Linked DNA regions of Mus musculus: regions 2 and 3 are each linked to region 1. A link is a contact called in public promoter capture Hi-C data. All regions are on one chromosome and are shown on one strand. Each heading gives the region's core, a stretch centred on a gene start, on an enhancer-like site or on the middle of the called end of the contact. The rest is flanking DNA. Distances are from core to core; before and after follow the strand shown.

What was found. Capture Hi-C pulls out chosen DNA fragments and counts their contacts.
Region 2: a contact with region 1 is called in a promoter capture Hi-C map of liver. The contact joins the promoter of Dennd3 here to the promoter of Gpr20 in region 1. A contact is called at or near these places in 2 of 484 Hi-C or Micro-C datasets (both in embryonic stem cells), 3 of 115 datasets of contacts at active chromatin or transcription factors (intestinal villus epithelium, microglia and pro-B cells) and 3 of 9 other capture datasets (adipose tissue, liver and pancreatic islet).
Region 3: a promoter capture Hi-C map of pancreatic islet shows a contact between it and region 1. The contact joins the promoter of Mroh5 here to the promoter of Gpr20 in region 1. A contact is called at or near these places in 4 of 39 promoter capture datasets (the HPC-7 cell line, embryonic stem cells, hippocampal neurons and 1 more), 9 of 484 Hi-C or Micro-C datasets (embryonic fibroblasts, embryonic stem cells, stem cell-derived neural stem cells and 1 more) and 3 of 9 other capture datasets (adipose tissue, liver and pancreatic islet).

What each region holds. Positions count from the first base shown.
Region 1 is chr15:73,705,032-73,710,010 of GRCm38.p6, reverse strand. Gpr20 (G protein-coupled receptor 20) reads left to right here and starts at 2,506. Exons shown (of 2, transcript NM_173365.2): 1 at 2,506-2,690.
Region 2 is chr15:73,509,911-73,514,889 of GRCm38.p6, reverse strand. Dennd3 (DENN/MADD domain containing 3) reads right to left here and starts at 2,330. Exons shown (of 23, transcript NM_001081066.1): 1 at 2,043-2,330. The coding sequence starts at 2,144.
Region 3 is chr15:73,837,179-73,842,157 of GRCm38.p6, reverse strand. It overlaps Mroh5 (maestro heat-like repeat family member 5), which reads left to right and starts at 2,487. Exons shown (of 11, transcript NM_001368162.1): 1 at 2,487-2,590. It overlaps Gm6569 (predicted gene 6569), which reads right to left. Exons shown (of 4, transcript NM_001374241.1): 4 at 2,250-2,729. The coding sequence ends at 2,269.

The DNA.
Region 1 (4,979 bases), core at 1,257-3,756:
TCACATTCACACCCCTGCCCCTAGTGCCTCTAGTACCCCTAAAGGAGAGTGCCAGGGCAACACACGGTGTCTCTGCTCTGCACACACAGCAAGACGATGAGGTTCAGAGAGGCTCCGGCTATACTACAGGGACCCACTGTGCAGTTCCATGCAGACTCAGCTGTCATAATCCCAGGGGACCACCAGAGGCCAGACAGGTCTGAAATAGAAAGCCATCCAGGCTCTGCAGGGGGTTTGGCCAACTCTTGACCCTGGTCCAGTTCTACCAAGAGAACTGAAGCCCAGCCAACTCAGAGTAGTGCATGGTCCCCAGGACCAATGTGCCGGAAGAGACAGAAGCCCACACTTTGCCCAGTACTAGGGCTGGAGCTGCTCCTGAAGCCTGCATGGAGAAAGCAGGCCAGGCTTTGGTTCCAAGTGTGACTGGCAGCTTGACAGAAGGGACAGCTCCAGGTCTGGCTCCCCTCTTTCTAACGACATACCCTTGAACAGGTGACATTACCTCTCTGATTTGTCCTCCCTGGGAGTGGAACCCAGCAGCTCTTTAGAAGGCTTGATGGTTGAGTGAGACCTAGCACCTAGCCCATGTGTGACAGATACCACTGTGGGTGCACCATTCAGCATTTGTCTGTCTGTTTGTTTTGCAAGACATGGTTTCTCTGTGTAGCCGTGGCTATCCTGAAACTCACTCTGTAGACCAGGCTGGCCTTGAACCCAAAGATCTACCTGCCTCTGCCTCCTGAGTGCTGGGATTAATGGGGTGTGCCGCCACCACCTAGCTGCATTCTGCACTTCTTACTGAATGATGAACCCCCAGACTATGTTTCTAGATGGCAAGGCACGACCTGGCAGTTGAACAGACCCTCTCAACTTCACATGCACCACACACAAATGATGCATACGCACACACACCACATGCACGCCACTCTTCTCCTCTTCTTGCAAAGGTCGTGTTGCACCACGATACCCAGCAATGCCCTAGGGTTCCATCACACATCAGCCATCTCCGTTCTCCAGCCTCCCCTTGCACCCACCCATGCACCTGGCCTGTCACTTATGACCTGTGCACCTTGTCACCCCTCGGACATAGTCCAGCAAGCACAGCAGCAGCCAAGAGCCCCACTGAGGCTGTAGACTTATGCCTCAGGACTGCCCTGGCCCCTGAGCCTCAGCGCCACCCTTCTCCTCAGGTCTGTATACCCTGCCAAGTGATAGGACAGGACCCACCCAGGTGCTTCCTGGAGGTGGAAGGGCATGAAGGAGTAAAAGCCAGCACAGCCCTTCCTGTGTTGTTCCAACGTGGAGTCAGGGCAGGGATAGGAACTATGCATCCAGGCTATAGGCACCGCGTATCCCAGGCATTGAAAGTCTCAGCTACTGGCTGAGTGTAGAAGGAACGGGTGGGCACTGATCCCTAGGCAAGGACCATGGCTTTCTGGACCCACCTCTGGGCAGCGTGTGAAACGTGAGCTCCTCCAAGCTCCAGCCCTTTACTTGCCTGCCAGTGACTTTGAAGCCCTACCTAGCCCTCAGCCCCGCAGCCTAACAGAAGCCTAAAACCTTCCCTCCAGGACCAGAAGTCGCTGCTGACCTAGGGGAGGTGGTCTGGCAAGCCATGGGCTCCTGCCTAGGGTTCAGTTTGCCCCAGTGGGAAAGATACAACAAGATTCTATGAATATTATGATGGGTGGAGACCAAGGCTGGGAGATTACACCCCTCTTCTAGAACCTTCTGTTCCCTTAGGATCAAAGCCACCACTGGAGCCTCTAAGGGCTGCTAAGACTCTGTGTGCAAGTGACCACTCCCTCCCAGCTTCATAGCTCTGCAGACTACGCAGCTGACCCTACCAAGATGGCTTCCCCTTCCTCTACCCATCCAGGCAGCCCCGTCCTGTGGCACCTCCCTCTATCCACTCCGGAACCCTGCCCTCACTTCTCATCTGGGCTGGCTGGATCTGTCACTAGGCACCCACTTCTTCCTCTACTGTTTCTCACACCCAGTGTGAGCTCTGAGGGCCCGGGGGGTCTCCTGCACACAGCCCTCCCTGGTCATCGATGTCAGAATGGCTGTTGAGTGGATGCTCGAGAAAGCACTGTGGTATGACTGAAGTGGATGACAGACATGAAGAGCAGAGGGCTAGAGGGAACTCCTGGCAGAGCAAACAGCCCTGCACAGCCTCAGCCCCAGAGACATTCAGCCCTTGCTGACCAGAGACCATCCTCTGCCAGCTGTCTGTGGTTACACCTGCCTGGATGTCCTAAGCCCCTGGCTGCTGCGACTGGACGGGACCCACCCAGCAGATCTTTCTTCTCAGAAACTGGCCGAGCTGTTCTAAGACAACCCATAGCCTTGGGCCAGAAGCCAACCCTGCCCCCCTCCACTCTTCCTGGTCCGAACAGCTGTGGCTCACCCCTCTGTCTAGGGAAGGTGTGGTATCTCCGACCCCACCACCACCCCTCTCCCGCCCCCAGGCTCCCTCCACCCCAACCCCGCCCCCCTTCCTCTAGGCAGCCAGGCCAGCAGGGGTTGGGAGGGAGACCGCTCCGCCCCCACCCCTCCCACCCCTCTGCCTGTGTCCAAAAGCAGCTGGCTGGCCTGACGTCAGGCCCTGGGAAGGCACTGTCTGTGGGTCCACAGACCTAGAGCTTCAGGGGACAGGCTCATCCCAGAGGAAGGTGCGGCAAGAGCGGGTGAGTTCCCCAGGCACTGCTGCCTCCTGCACCCCTGTGCACAGAGCGGGCTATTCGTATTGCCCAGTTGGGTGACTTAGGAAGAAGAGAGGGGGTGAGAAACAGGACCAAGAAGCAAGCCCAGTTCACAGCCCTCTGCCACAGAGACAGTCGCAGAGATGTAAAGAGTTTGGAGGGGAGAGGGGCAGAAGTGGCACCCTCCCTGCCCCGTGGGGTTGCTCTCTATTCTCCCAGTGACCCTCACCCACCTTGCCCACTCTGGATTTCATTCATGAAACCGATCACACACTTGCGCATCCGCTGCTGAGTCCAAAGCCAAGGGCTCAGTTTCCTCTCCTGTCCAGGAAGGCACTTGGGATGGTCCCACAGACCAGGCAAACAGCATTTGATGAGCTCTGGGTCCCTAACCACTAGCACCAGGAGGGGACAAGGCTTGGAAAAGCATCCACTTTCTCTACAAGGAACCACATCTGCCCACCCCTGGCTCAAGGTCTCTGCCCTAGTCCAGGTCCTTCCTCTACCTCTTTGGGAGTGGGGAAACTGAGGCCCATTGCTGGATTTTCTGCTCAGCCCGCAACAGGACCCCCAAGCTGATGCTTCCGGACTGAGCTTCCCTGGTGTAGCTGCCCTGTGAGAAGGCTGTAGAGCAGGGTCCCGAGGGGGCTGGCTGGCTGGGAACTGGCTGGTGGCCAGAGTGGCTGGCGGGGGCAGGCTGTGGAGCAGCTGGGTAGCCTCAGGCAGGACGGAGACAGAGGCTGGTGGAGGGAAAGCATAGCCCGCAGAGGTTACCTGCCTTTGCCTGCCTCTGTGTGCTGCCCCAGAGCAACAGGCTGCCAGGGGGTTGCCTGGCTGTGTGTCTGCTGAGTAGGTCTTTCTGCAAGCACGGTGGGAACAAAGGGAGCTGTGCTTCCTCCTGGGATTCTTCAGGGGATTTCTTCAAACCTGTACAAGATAGTGTGAGATGGGGTTGGCTATGGGGTCTTTCCTGTTTGTTGCTTGTTTTGTGGTAAGGCCTCAATCTACATCCCAGGCTGCCCTGAAACTCTATTAGCTTGATGTCTTCATAGCTTAGGTTGCAGTGTTCTTCCTGAGTCAGCTTTCAAGGGCTGGCTTTAGAGAGTGTGTGCATCAGACCCATTTCCAGTGGGTTTGGGGGGTAGGGGTTGTTTTGTGTTCCTTGGTTTGGTTGGTTGGTTGGTTGGTTGGTTGGTTGGTTGATTGGTTGGTTATAGTTCTTGAGACAGGATCTCCTGTAGCCCAGGCTCACTGTGTTACTCAGACCTCAAACTCACAGTAATCCCCCTGCTTCTACCTCCCAAATTCGGATATTGCACTCTCACTAGCTCCAGTCCAGCCAGATACCACGCAAATAAAAACAGGGAGGCAAATGAACAAGACACTGCCACACAGAACGGAACACAAACTAGGGAAGGTGATTGTCCCAGCCACGCCCTCGAAGGAGGTGAAGCAGGTCCAAAGATGTCTGAGTAAGATTCCTTCCATAGGTCTAGTCAAAACCAAGGCAACAGTGTACCTAGGTTGCCCCAGCTCTCCACTGCATATTGGACCACACAGTGACTACCCTGGGGCTTTGAATGTGTCTGTCCAGCCTTCCCCTCCACTACTCTCTTAGATGGGTCTCCTGGCCCTGCTTCCACTCCAGATGTGAGCTGTATGAGGAGGGACCAACTCAGCCTAAATCCCTTAAGACCCCAGTGCTGGGGTTTGAGTCGGATCTAATGCCTGCAGAACCCCCTGCTCTATGTGCATTCTGGGGGGCGGGGGGCAGACTATAGGTGGCTGAGTCAGTCCTCCTCTGCATAGGGTGGGCAACAGGCCTGGCCTGATGTGCATTCAGCTTCCACAGAGCTAATAGCTGGGAATTAGACAGCACAGAAATCAAACCTATTACTTCTGTCCCTATTGTGTGACACAAAGCATCAGAGTGAGCCTCTCTAGGCCCCATTGGCCTCGTAACCAAAATGGGGTCAGCAGAACCTACTTGGGGTTCCCTTGGGAGGGAGAGGGGTTAGTGAGATCTTTGGAGGTATTCTCATAGGGACCAAAGAATCATGGGATTATAGCTTTTTCCTCAGGGAAGGTATCCAAGGTACCGGGAACTTAAGGGGGTTCAGGGAGTATTGTGTGGGATACTGACTGTGAGTACTAAGCACTTATGACAGGAGACTTAAGCACAGGGAACAGAGTGTGCAGACTCTACCAGGTAACCCAGGCACAAAGAACAGCATGCCCCAGATGGAGAACAGCGGATGCAGAGAGCATACGCAC
Region 2 (4,979 bases), core at 1,081-3,580, 190 kb after region 1:
GCAAGTACAGGTATTATAGATTTGTGCCACCATAAAGTTTTGTTTGCTTGCTTGTTTGTTTTGCTTTGTTTCTGAAGACAGGATCTCACTCTGTAGCCCAGGTTGACCTATCTAGAACTCACTCTATAACCTCGGCTGCATTCAAACTCACAGTGGTCCTCCTGCCTCAGGCTCTCGAGGATTGGAACTACAGGAGCAAGCCACCACACTCAGTAAAATGCCTTTTTTAAAGTAAAATTAAAAATTATTGCCACCTTTATTGGCGCACGCCTTTATTCCCAGCAACTGGGAGGCAGAAGCAGGTGGATTTCTGAGTTCGAGGCCAGCCTGGTCTACAAAGTGAGTTCCAGGACAGCCAGGGCTATACAGAAAAACCCTGTCTCCAAAAAAACAAAACAACAACAACAACAACAACAACAAATTTTAAAACCTTGGACATTCAAAAGAGAATTACTACAAAAAATAAAGTGAATAAAATCTGACTAACTCTAACAGTGATGTTGACATAAAATGAAATTATTCTAAAGTTTTAGTCCATCTCTAACTCTCCTTTCCCCCCTAATCCTGGACTGTTTTTTTTTTCTCCCCTCTCTTTGAAATTCCTAGCAGAGCACACAATGAGGCAAACTAGCCTGAAACTCCCCCCTCTCACCTGGGAGGTGCCACCGACTGCCTAATTCGGGAAAGTACCACTCTGAATCCCCCAGTTGACTAAGCCGGTTCTCAAAAATCATGCCTCACACCCAACAGGCAAGAACCATACTGCAAGACCCAGGGCACAAAGACACGGACAGATGCCCAGAGAGACCACAGTGAAACCAGGCCATTTCCGATTCTAAGAAGAAAAAAAAAAAAAAAAGGCAGTGCTGTTTGGTAAGTTAGAGGCACAAAGACAATGGAGGACACACTGGCATTTATAAGGGACATCAGAGAAGTGACAAATCATTTTCATAGGGACAAGGGCCATTTACTGGTCACATTCACTTAGGGAAGAAACTATCTAGGCTTTTTATTTTAATTTTTTTAGATTTATTTATTATCATATGTAAGTTCACTGTAGCTGTCTTTAGACACACGGAAGAGAGCAACATATCTCATTATGGATGATTGTTAGCCACCATGTGGTTGCTGGGATTTGAACTCAGGACCTTAGAAAGAGCAGTCAGTGCTCTTACCCGGGGAGCCACCTCACCAGCCCAAACTATCTAGGCTTTAACACTCATTCGGCTACTTTTACTGACGGTTAACTTTTCTTGTTTTGTCTCCACTACTCATCACATCGATATGCAACACTCAGATGATCTCTCCAGACACTTAACGGGATACTAGGGAAATCGCTGAGAAAATGGCAGTTCCCAATTATGCCGGGTTCAAAAGAAAAATTGAAGCACCAATGGATTGGGAGAAAACAACCTGGGTTCCAGAATAAAAAAACGAAAGAAAACACAGCGCAGAAATCAGGAGTATGAGATGTTCAGACGCCGCTGCTGTCTTTCCAGAGACAGGGAGCTGAATCTATCTTTGGTTCCTAGGCACAGACGGAGAGAAGGGAGGGACTGCACAGCAAGTGAAGAAAATGGCTATGCAGCAAGCTCGACTAAAAGTGGAATATTCAAAGCTGGTGGTTGACTCTAACACCTGAAACCTCACTATTCGGCACGGAGTACAGAACCCATCACTTAGGCAGTGAAGGGAACCATTTAGTCGCTACTGGGAGAGGATCTTGTCTAGTTGCCCGTGAACTCAGCAGATCCCCGCTGGGCCAGCACCTCGCCCCACATCCTGAGTGTGGAGGAACGCTTCAGTGCACAGAAGCCGGTCTGTACCACCACAAGCACCAAGTCCAAGCCGGCCGGTCCCGGAGGGAGGAAAGGCCAGCCGCCAGTTGCCCTATGAGCTGTGCTCATCCCTCACAGCTGGGACCTGACCCTGAGGCTTTGGCGCCGCAGCGGTGCGTAGCCTCTGAAGCCAGCCACACTCAAACCTGGCTGGCACCTCTCTGTCTCCCCCACCCCAACTCAGTTTCCCCTCTAACCCCTTACCTGCTCCAGGCCGCGGAGGCTGTCTTGAGAGGCGCCCAGCAGCGCGCACAACTCCAGCAGCCCCGAGGGCAGCGACAGGTGTCGCGCCGCGGGCTCCGCCATGACCTTCCCGCCACCCGCCTAGCACACTGCGCTCCGAGCCCTCGATTGTCGGGCCGGGGTGACGCGACTCAGAGGGCGCCGGCGCCCACAACCCAGACCCCAGCGGAGCACCCCTGCCCAAGCCTCCCCGCCTCTCTTGGGCTGGTTGCCAGCCAGCCGCGTCCGCGGAATGGGCGGGGCCTACGAGCAAATAGGAGGGGCGTGGCCTGTGTGTGTGTGTGGGGGGGGGGGGGGTCCGGTGTGGACGGGACCTAGGAGGCGGGGCCTGGATAGCGTGAACGAGCCTGGTCTGTGATTTGGCAGGGGCAGGACTTCTATGGAGGCGTGTCTGGCCGGACCTGCGTGGGTGTGGCCTCTTCGGGGTGGGAAGAAGGGGGTGCGGGCGGACTCTGCCGCCACACAAGCTCAGTCATTTCCTAAGCCCCTCTGCGGGTTTGGCCCCTCCTCCTGTCCCCCGGAATACGGAAGGAATGGGCGGCATCCCCAGGTGACCAGCCACGTCATCCAGCCCCGGAGGCTCTTCTCCAGAGGTCCACGCCCGCCCTCCCCCCCCCCCCAACAAGTAAGGGACAAAGGCCTGGTCTCCTGCCACCTCCAGGAAGCTCTCTTGTGCCAGGACGGGAAGTAGACCCTGTGGGTACCTGGAAGAACCGTCGGGAAGGGAGTGTGAAGATCCACTCCTGATGAGTAGCTTCACGGTTGACTGCAGGCCTCTGCAAGAACCTCGGTTAAATTTAGCATGAAATGGGCAAGGTGGAAGACCAATGAACTTTTCCAGGAATTATATATTATATATTAAAAAACAAAAACACTGAAGGAATGATCACTAGTAGCGTCAAATATTTGTCAAAACATCAGCCTAGAGTGACTAAACAAGTCTTGGGAGCAAAACCTGGGTAGGCTGGCTGGGGTAGGGGTGGGGAGCAGGACTCAGAAGCAGCCTAGCCAGCCTGTAGGCTGCCTGACCTCTGCAGCCCTCATCCCTTGTCCAGGAACCCAAAGGACGTGTTAATGTCACTGATATTAAAGTTTTATACCTGCTTATCTGACTCTTGCATTAGCTCATCTGAGATGGCCTCAGCTAGGCACAGACCTGAGCGGAGCAAGCCTCATAGGGATCCATCACAGACCGTGGGCCACTCTGTAAGCAATCAGAATCTTAATCAAAATCTACTGTGTCAACTATGTGTGTATATGGGCAGACCTAGCATCTATTGGCCTCTACTTCCTGTTTGTGGAATGTCCTGTGGAATGGAGGCCAGGACATTCAGTTGGCAGGGACCCTGTAAGGCTCAGGGTAGAGCAGATCTTATATCTGCTCTGTTCCTGACTGAGGTGGAAAGTCCACAGCCAGGCTCCAGAGTTCATCTTCTGTAAGCCTCCCTGTGCCAGAAAGTCCAGCCACATAATCTCCCAGGCTTCCTGGTTCTGTGCTTTTTAAATTAAATCCCCATAGGACTAGTGGTTTGCTTCTGTAATTGTAACAATTTGAAAGTGGGCAGAGGATCATAAAGGAATTTCAGGCCAGTACAGGCTACACAGCAGAAATAGATAAATAAAAGTCCCCATGACCCATGCTGCAGGTACTTTCCAAGTAAGTACCCACAAGAAACCTACCATGGGCCTAGGGTTTGTGGTCAAGCATGTACTTGCTTAGCATGTACCAGAGCCACAAGAGTCCTCTTCTGTTCCCAGGTACCTCAGAACATGCAGATTATGGAACTATACTGTGCACAAACAGATCTGGAAATGGCCTAGAAGTGGCATTAAGAAACTCCAATCACAGCTAGGTGGCAACGGTGCACACACCCTGTACTGGCTGGTTTTGTGTCAACTTGACACAGGCTGGAGTTATCACAGAGAAAGGAGCTTCAGTTGAGGAAATGCCTCCATGAGATCCAGCTGTAAGGCGTTTTCTCAATTAGTGATCAAGGGGGAAAGGCCCCTTGTGGGTGGGACCATCTCTGGGCTGGTAGTGTTGGGTTCTATAAGAAAGCAGGCTGAGCAAGCCAGGGGAAGCAAGCCAGTAAAGAACATCCCTCCATGGCTTCTGCATCAGCTCCTGCTTCCTGACCTGCTTGAGTTCCAGTCCTGACTTCCTTGGTGATAAGCAGCAGTATGGAAGTGTAAGCCGAATAAACCCTTTCCTCCCCAACTTGCTTCTTGGTCATGATGTTTGTGCAGGAATAGAAACTCTGACTAAGACACACCCTTAATCCAGCATTTGGGAGGCAGAGGCAGAGGCAGGTGAATCTCTGACTTTGAGGCCAGCCTGGTTCACAGATCAAGTTCCAGAATACTCAAAGCTACACAGAGAAACCCTGTCTCAGAAACAAAACAAAACAACAACCCTCCAATCACAACCAGACATGATAGCACACACTTTAACCCAGTATTTGGGAGGCAAAGGCAGGCAGATCTTTGAGTTTGAGGTCATTTTGGTCTAAATACTGAGTTCCAGGCTAGCCAATGCTGCCTAGTAAGAGCTTACCTCAAAAAAGAGAAAGAAGTTAGCCAATTATTCAAACAAAAACTTATGTGTCAAAAGATACTAGCAAGAGAGTACAAAAGACACTCAGACTGAGAGAAACACTGTAGTCTTTCTGAAGCAGCACAGGGTAGCTGTTGACCTAAGAGCCCTGCAGCCCAGGCCAGCAGAAAAGCCGGAATCCCAGCACAATTACCTGCTTAAAACCTCTCTCCTTTCCCAGCTGCAAACCTGAAACTTTCTAAGAATCTCACCAGAAACTGAGTTGACAGGAATGGAGTCCCACCGAGTGGCCGTGCAACCCTTGGTGGTCTTTGTCAGACTGTGATTCCACCTAACCCATGCAC
Region 3 (4,979 bases), core at 1,238-3,737, 130 kb before region 1:
GTACCATTATTTCTCATGCCGCCATCTTGTGATGTTTAGTTTCCTATTTGATAGCTCCTCTGGGAGTCTTGGTGCCCTATAGTCCCAGATCGGACCAAGGGTCTGCCTCTGAGCTCTCAACCACATGCTTTTGAAAACTGCTTTGAAAATAAATTTCTAGAAAGGCGAGATTAAAAATACAAAAGGCCCAACCCCCAAATTTTCGTTATTATACTGTAGTCACAAAATGACCCCATCGCTGCTGTGAGACAGGAGATGTGTGCTCCATCCCCACAGGGCAAGCTGACCTGGGGGACGTAATGGCCTGGAGGACTCCTCACAATGAAGAGGCAGTGAGCCTCCTGTCCCTGGGAGCATGGCTTTGAGGAATGCCTCCAATCGCCCACAGTGTGATCTGCCTTGCCTCCTTCCCCCTTCTTTGCTCAGCAGGCTTCCTTGATACCCTGCCTGTGTTTGGAGGATAACCTCCGCATCTAAGGTCTGCTTGCTTTTAAGGAGCCTAAACAGCTAATATACCATATGGACAGACAAACACCAGTACACAGTCAAGACAGATGCTGCCTCACTAGGAATCAAATGAAAGACAGTGTTACGAGGACACCATTGGACACCTCGGTACAGTTGAAGTGACACCCAAGATGAGAAGGAGCCTAAAGCGGAAGTTGGAGTTCAGGCCAGTACAGTGGAGGATAGGGAGGAAGAGATCCCCTCCTCTGTAGCCTAAGCTGCCTTTGTTGTTGTACTGTGTCTCCTGCTCCTGCTCCTGCTCCTGCTCCTGCTCCTGCTCCTGCTCCTGCTCCTGCTCCTGCTCCTGCTCCTGCTCCTGCTCCTGCTCCTGCTCCTGCTGCTGCTCCTGCTGCTGCTCCTGCTGCTGCTCCTGCTGCTGCTCCTGCTGCTGCTCCTGCTGCTCCTGCTGCTCCTGCTCCTCCTGCTCCTCCTGCTCCTCCTGCTCCTGCTCCTCCTCCTGCTCCTCCTCCTGCTCCTCCTCCTGCTCCTCCTCCTGCTCCTCCTGCTCCTGCTCCTGCTGCTGCTCCTGCTGCTGCTCCTGCTCCTGCTCCTGCTCCTGCTCCTGCTCTGCTCCTGCTGCTCCTCCTGCTCCTGCTCCTCCTGCTCCTCCTGCTCCTGCTCCTGCTCCTCCTCTTCCTCCTGCTCCTGCTCCTGCTCCTCCTGCTCCTCCTCCTGCTCCTCCTCCTGCTCCTGCTCCTCCTCCTGCTCCTCCTCCTGCTCCTGCTCCTCCTGCTCCTCCTGCTGCTCCTGCTCCTCCTGCTCCTCCTTCTTCTCTTCCTGCTCCTCCTGCTCCTCCTCCTCCTCTCCCTCCTCCTCCTGCTCCTTCTCCTCTTCCCCCTCTTTCTTCCCTCTCCTGTCCCTGCTTCTCCACCACATCCCCTAAAGTGAACATTCCATCTAAGTTGTTCTGCCAAGACTTGGAATTTTTTTTTCCTCCCAGCACTGGGAAATTATAAATAACTCCTGTATTAGAAGAAACAAACAAAAACAGAAGCAAAATCTCAAGTCCAGATGCTCTTGTGTGGAAACGGGCCTCCAGCCCACAGGCTCCTCTACACCAGGAACCCAAAGGTCCCCCACCCCCCAAATCAGGATGGAGCCTGGCCCTTTCACTAAAGGCCACTCAGCCTTACTGCTTGATATCACACGATGTAGAGATGTCACCAGGGCTAGGCAGTCCTTCCTTGCTGCCCACACAGACTTCTGCCTAAAATTTTCGACCTAGATAGGGACAAGCTGGAAGCCCAGGTCACATGTGCCATATTCCAGGAAATCCTCTCGGATTTTCAAGGGAGTAGACAGGATCCTTCTGGGAGGGGACAGAGAAGAAGGCAGGCTGGAGACTGTCAGAACTCCTTCCTGACACTGCCTCTCTCATATTTTCCATGCTTACACTCTACCCTTGTGCATCCCTAGCGACTGTCATAGAAACCTGAGACGCGGTGGCCCTTGGAGTGAGACACAAGGACAGCCAGCATCCAGCTACTCCTTGGAGGCCAAGCAGTCCACACCAGATGAGATCGTGTAACTTCCCATCCTAGAGCTGAGCAAGAATGACAACTGGGGGATGAAGTCCTGACCTCCCACCTTCCCCAGGATCATCTCATCCTCACAGCCTGCCGGAGTCACCTTTTCCACCTGACTCTCAGACTCACTAGGCGGTTGAGAAGGTGCAGGCATCGTGTCCCGCGTCCCCTCCCCGGCTTCCCTGGTTCACGGTACAGGGCGAGGCCAGACGCGGGAACGGGAGAAGCAGAGGCTTTATTCACTGTCACGGGGAAGGGCGCGCCAAGCAGGACGGCCAGCTTCGGGAGGGAAGGCGGCGGCGGCGGGCGCCAGCAGCACCAAGCCGGGTGGCCTGCCAGCGCCGGCGTAGCTCAGCGCCAGGCGCTCCAGGCGCCGCTTGCGCTCGGCCGCCTGCGCCGTGGCGTGCAGGGGTCGCAGCAGCGCTGGGGGAGGCGCGCCGGGGCCGCGCAGCAGGAAGTCGAAGCCCGCGCGGTCCCGCGGGTCGTAGAAGAGCGGCCCGGTGGCCGGGTCCGGGCCTGGCGGCCAGGCGAACGGGAAAGGCAGCGTGAAGTCCTCGGTGAGCACGCGGATAGCGAAGTCGTCCTCTTTGCCCAAAGCGCGGTAGGCGCGCCCGATGCCGCGGAAATGCGCCTCCCAAAGCTGCGCGTCGCCGCCGTAGATGTCGGGGAAGCGCGGTGCGGGGGGTGCAGCCGGTCCTGCGGCGGGCGCGACAGTCAGCGGGGGCTGGGGGGGGGACACGCTTGTCCCCGGCGCGGGGAGGCTGGGGTCATGGAAGGAGAGGCCACTGGGCCAGAAGAAACAGGTGGGGACCACTGGGGAGTGAGAAATGAGCCCCTTCTCAACACCTAAGGGGGACCTGCCTCCATCCCTGACCTCTCTCCTACCTCCTGTCACCTCTCCCTGCAAAGGGGAAGTTGTCCACTGTCCTGAGGAACAGCATCAGCAGGCTGTGAAGGCCTGCAAGGTCCCGAGAGTATGAAAAAGTCAGGCTGCTGGGCAGAAAGTTCAAGATGGGGAGGAAGCGAGTTAGCCAGGAGGCTCAGATAGTAGGATTCACCCAGCAGGTGGCGGCAAGCAGCCGTTAGGGCAGGAGGATCAACAAAATCCAAGCTGACTACTGTGAATATGCAGACTGTGGGCCTGGCCTGGGGTCTTCAGCTTGGTTCCCATGAGGAGGAAGCAAGGGTAAGGAGAGTGGAGCTCTCACGGGGAGATACGGGGTGCAGGGACTTGGCATGGCAGCAGATGCTGGTCCCCTGGATGGGGACCAGTCCCAGTTTCAGGCTAGAAAATATGTGGGCTCCCACAATGCAATTGGGGTCAACATTCCATATTTGCTACAGGCAAAGGTCTAAGGATAGGAAAACCATGCTGTAGGGCTGCAATAAACCCCCACAGTGCCGCACCCATGCCGAGGGGCCTCTGTTACTATTCTTACTTAGTGCACTTACTGAGCACCTGCTGTGTGCAATCAGGCTCTGGACTAGGTACTGCCTGTAGCCATGAGCCAGACAGCAAAGCCTGTTCTTCCACCTCCGTAGATAAACAAATGCCTTCTTGAGTCAGAACCTTGAGCAGGATGAGGGGTGTTATGCCAGGAGGAGAGATGAACTGGAGGTGACCCACCTAGCCCAGTGGGGAGAGCCAGACCTGCAGATGGTTTGAGATGCACAGGCAGGACCTGCAAGGGTCACACCCTCAATCTACAGCTCAGAGGACCAGTGAACCCTGCCCCAATCCCTGCAGCCTATCCTGTCTCCCTGGCTGCCTTCGAAGTCTCTGTCTTACTCCTCAGTACCAGGATCGGGTGAAGCCACAGAAGGGGCTGTGGGAATTCCTCTGAGGTGCTGGTAGAGACAAGTTTTGGAGGAGAGAGGGCTGCAGTGGGTCGTGGGAGAGGGGACAGTGACAGCCCTGGGCATGGGCAGGATGGTTTTATCAGCCTGCCATTGTTCCAGGTGAGTATAGTTACAGAGGTACAGTACAGAGGGCAGTGGTAGCTGCCTCTGGTCTGGGTGAAGCCGCTGTCGCCAGGACAGCAGTGAGAAGAGCCCTGCTGTCTGAAGATGTCTTAAAGCTAGTTAGTGTGGAGACGTGGAGTGGGAGCGCTGTGGAGGAGGGAAACCTCTGGCCACCACTTGCTAGAGAAGGGCAAAGATGAAAGAGAAGCAACTGAGGTCAGAGGGTGGAGAGTTTGATTTGGGATGGGTTGGGTTGAAGCCTTCAGATAGACCCATGGAGAACATAGCTGGCTGGAGACAGACCTGGGGAAATGGCATTTAGAGCCAAAAGAGTGGATGAAATCACCTGGGGAGGGAGGGGAGGAGGGAGGGGAGAAGGGAGGGAAGAGGGAAAGGGAGGGAAGGGGTGGGATGGAAAGGAAGAGAGGAGGGAGGGAAGAAGGAAGAGAGGAAGGAGAGAGGGGGAGGGAAGGAGGAGAGGAGGGAGGGAAGGAGGAAGGGAGGAGGGAGGGGGAGGAGAAGTCAGGGGAGAGGAGGGGAGGGGAGAGGAGGGAAGGAGAAGAGATCCTGGACCAAGCCTGGGGCCATCTGTCCTTGCCAGGTCAGAGAGAGGAGAAGCCAGTGAGGGGACCAAAGAGAAGACAGTGATGTAGGAGCAGTGTGGGAGATTCTGGAAGCAGATCAGGCTGAGTCACGTGCTGCCCGTGGGTCACATCAAATGAGGCCTGAGAGCTGGCCTCAGACTTAGCGTGGTGAAGGACATCGGTGACCTTGACCTGAGTTGCTTCAGGGAAGTACAGAAATTAAGCCCGATTAGAGCAGGTTCAAGAGCAAATGGGAGAGAGAGAGAGATTTAGAGGCGGCAAGGATTTGTTATAAATGTGGAGCAGAGAAATCAGGCAGTCGCTACAAGGGAAGTGAGGTTGAGAGAGAGGACAGAGAGCCTCCCGCCTCTGTGGTAATGGCTGTGGAAAGCGAATGCTT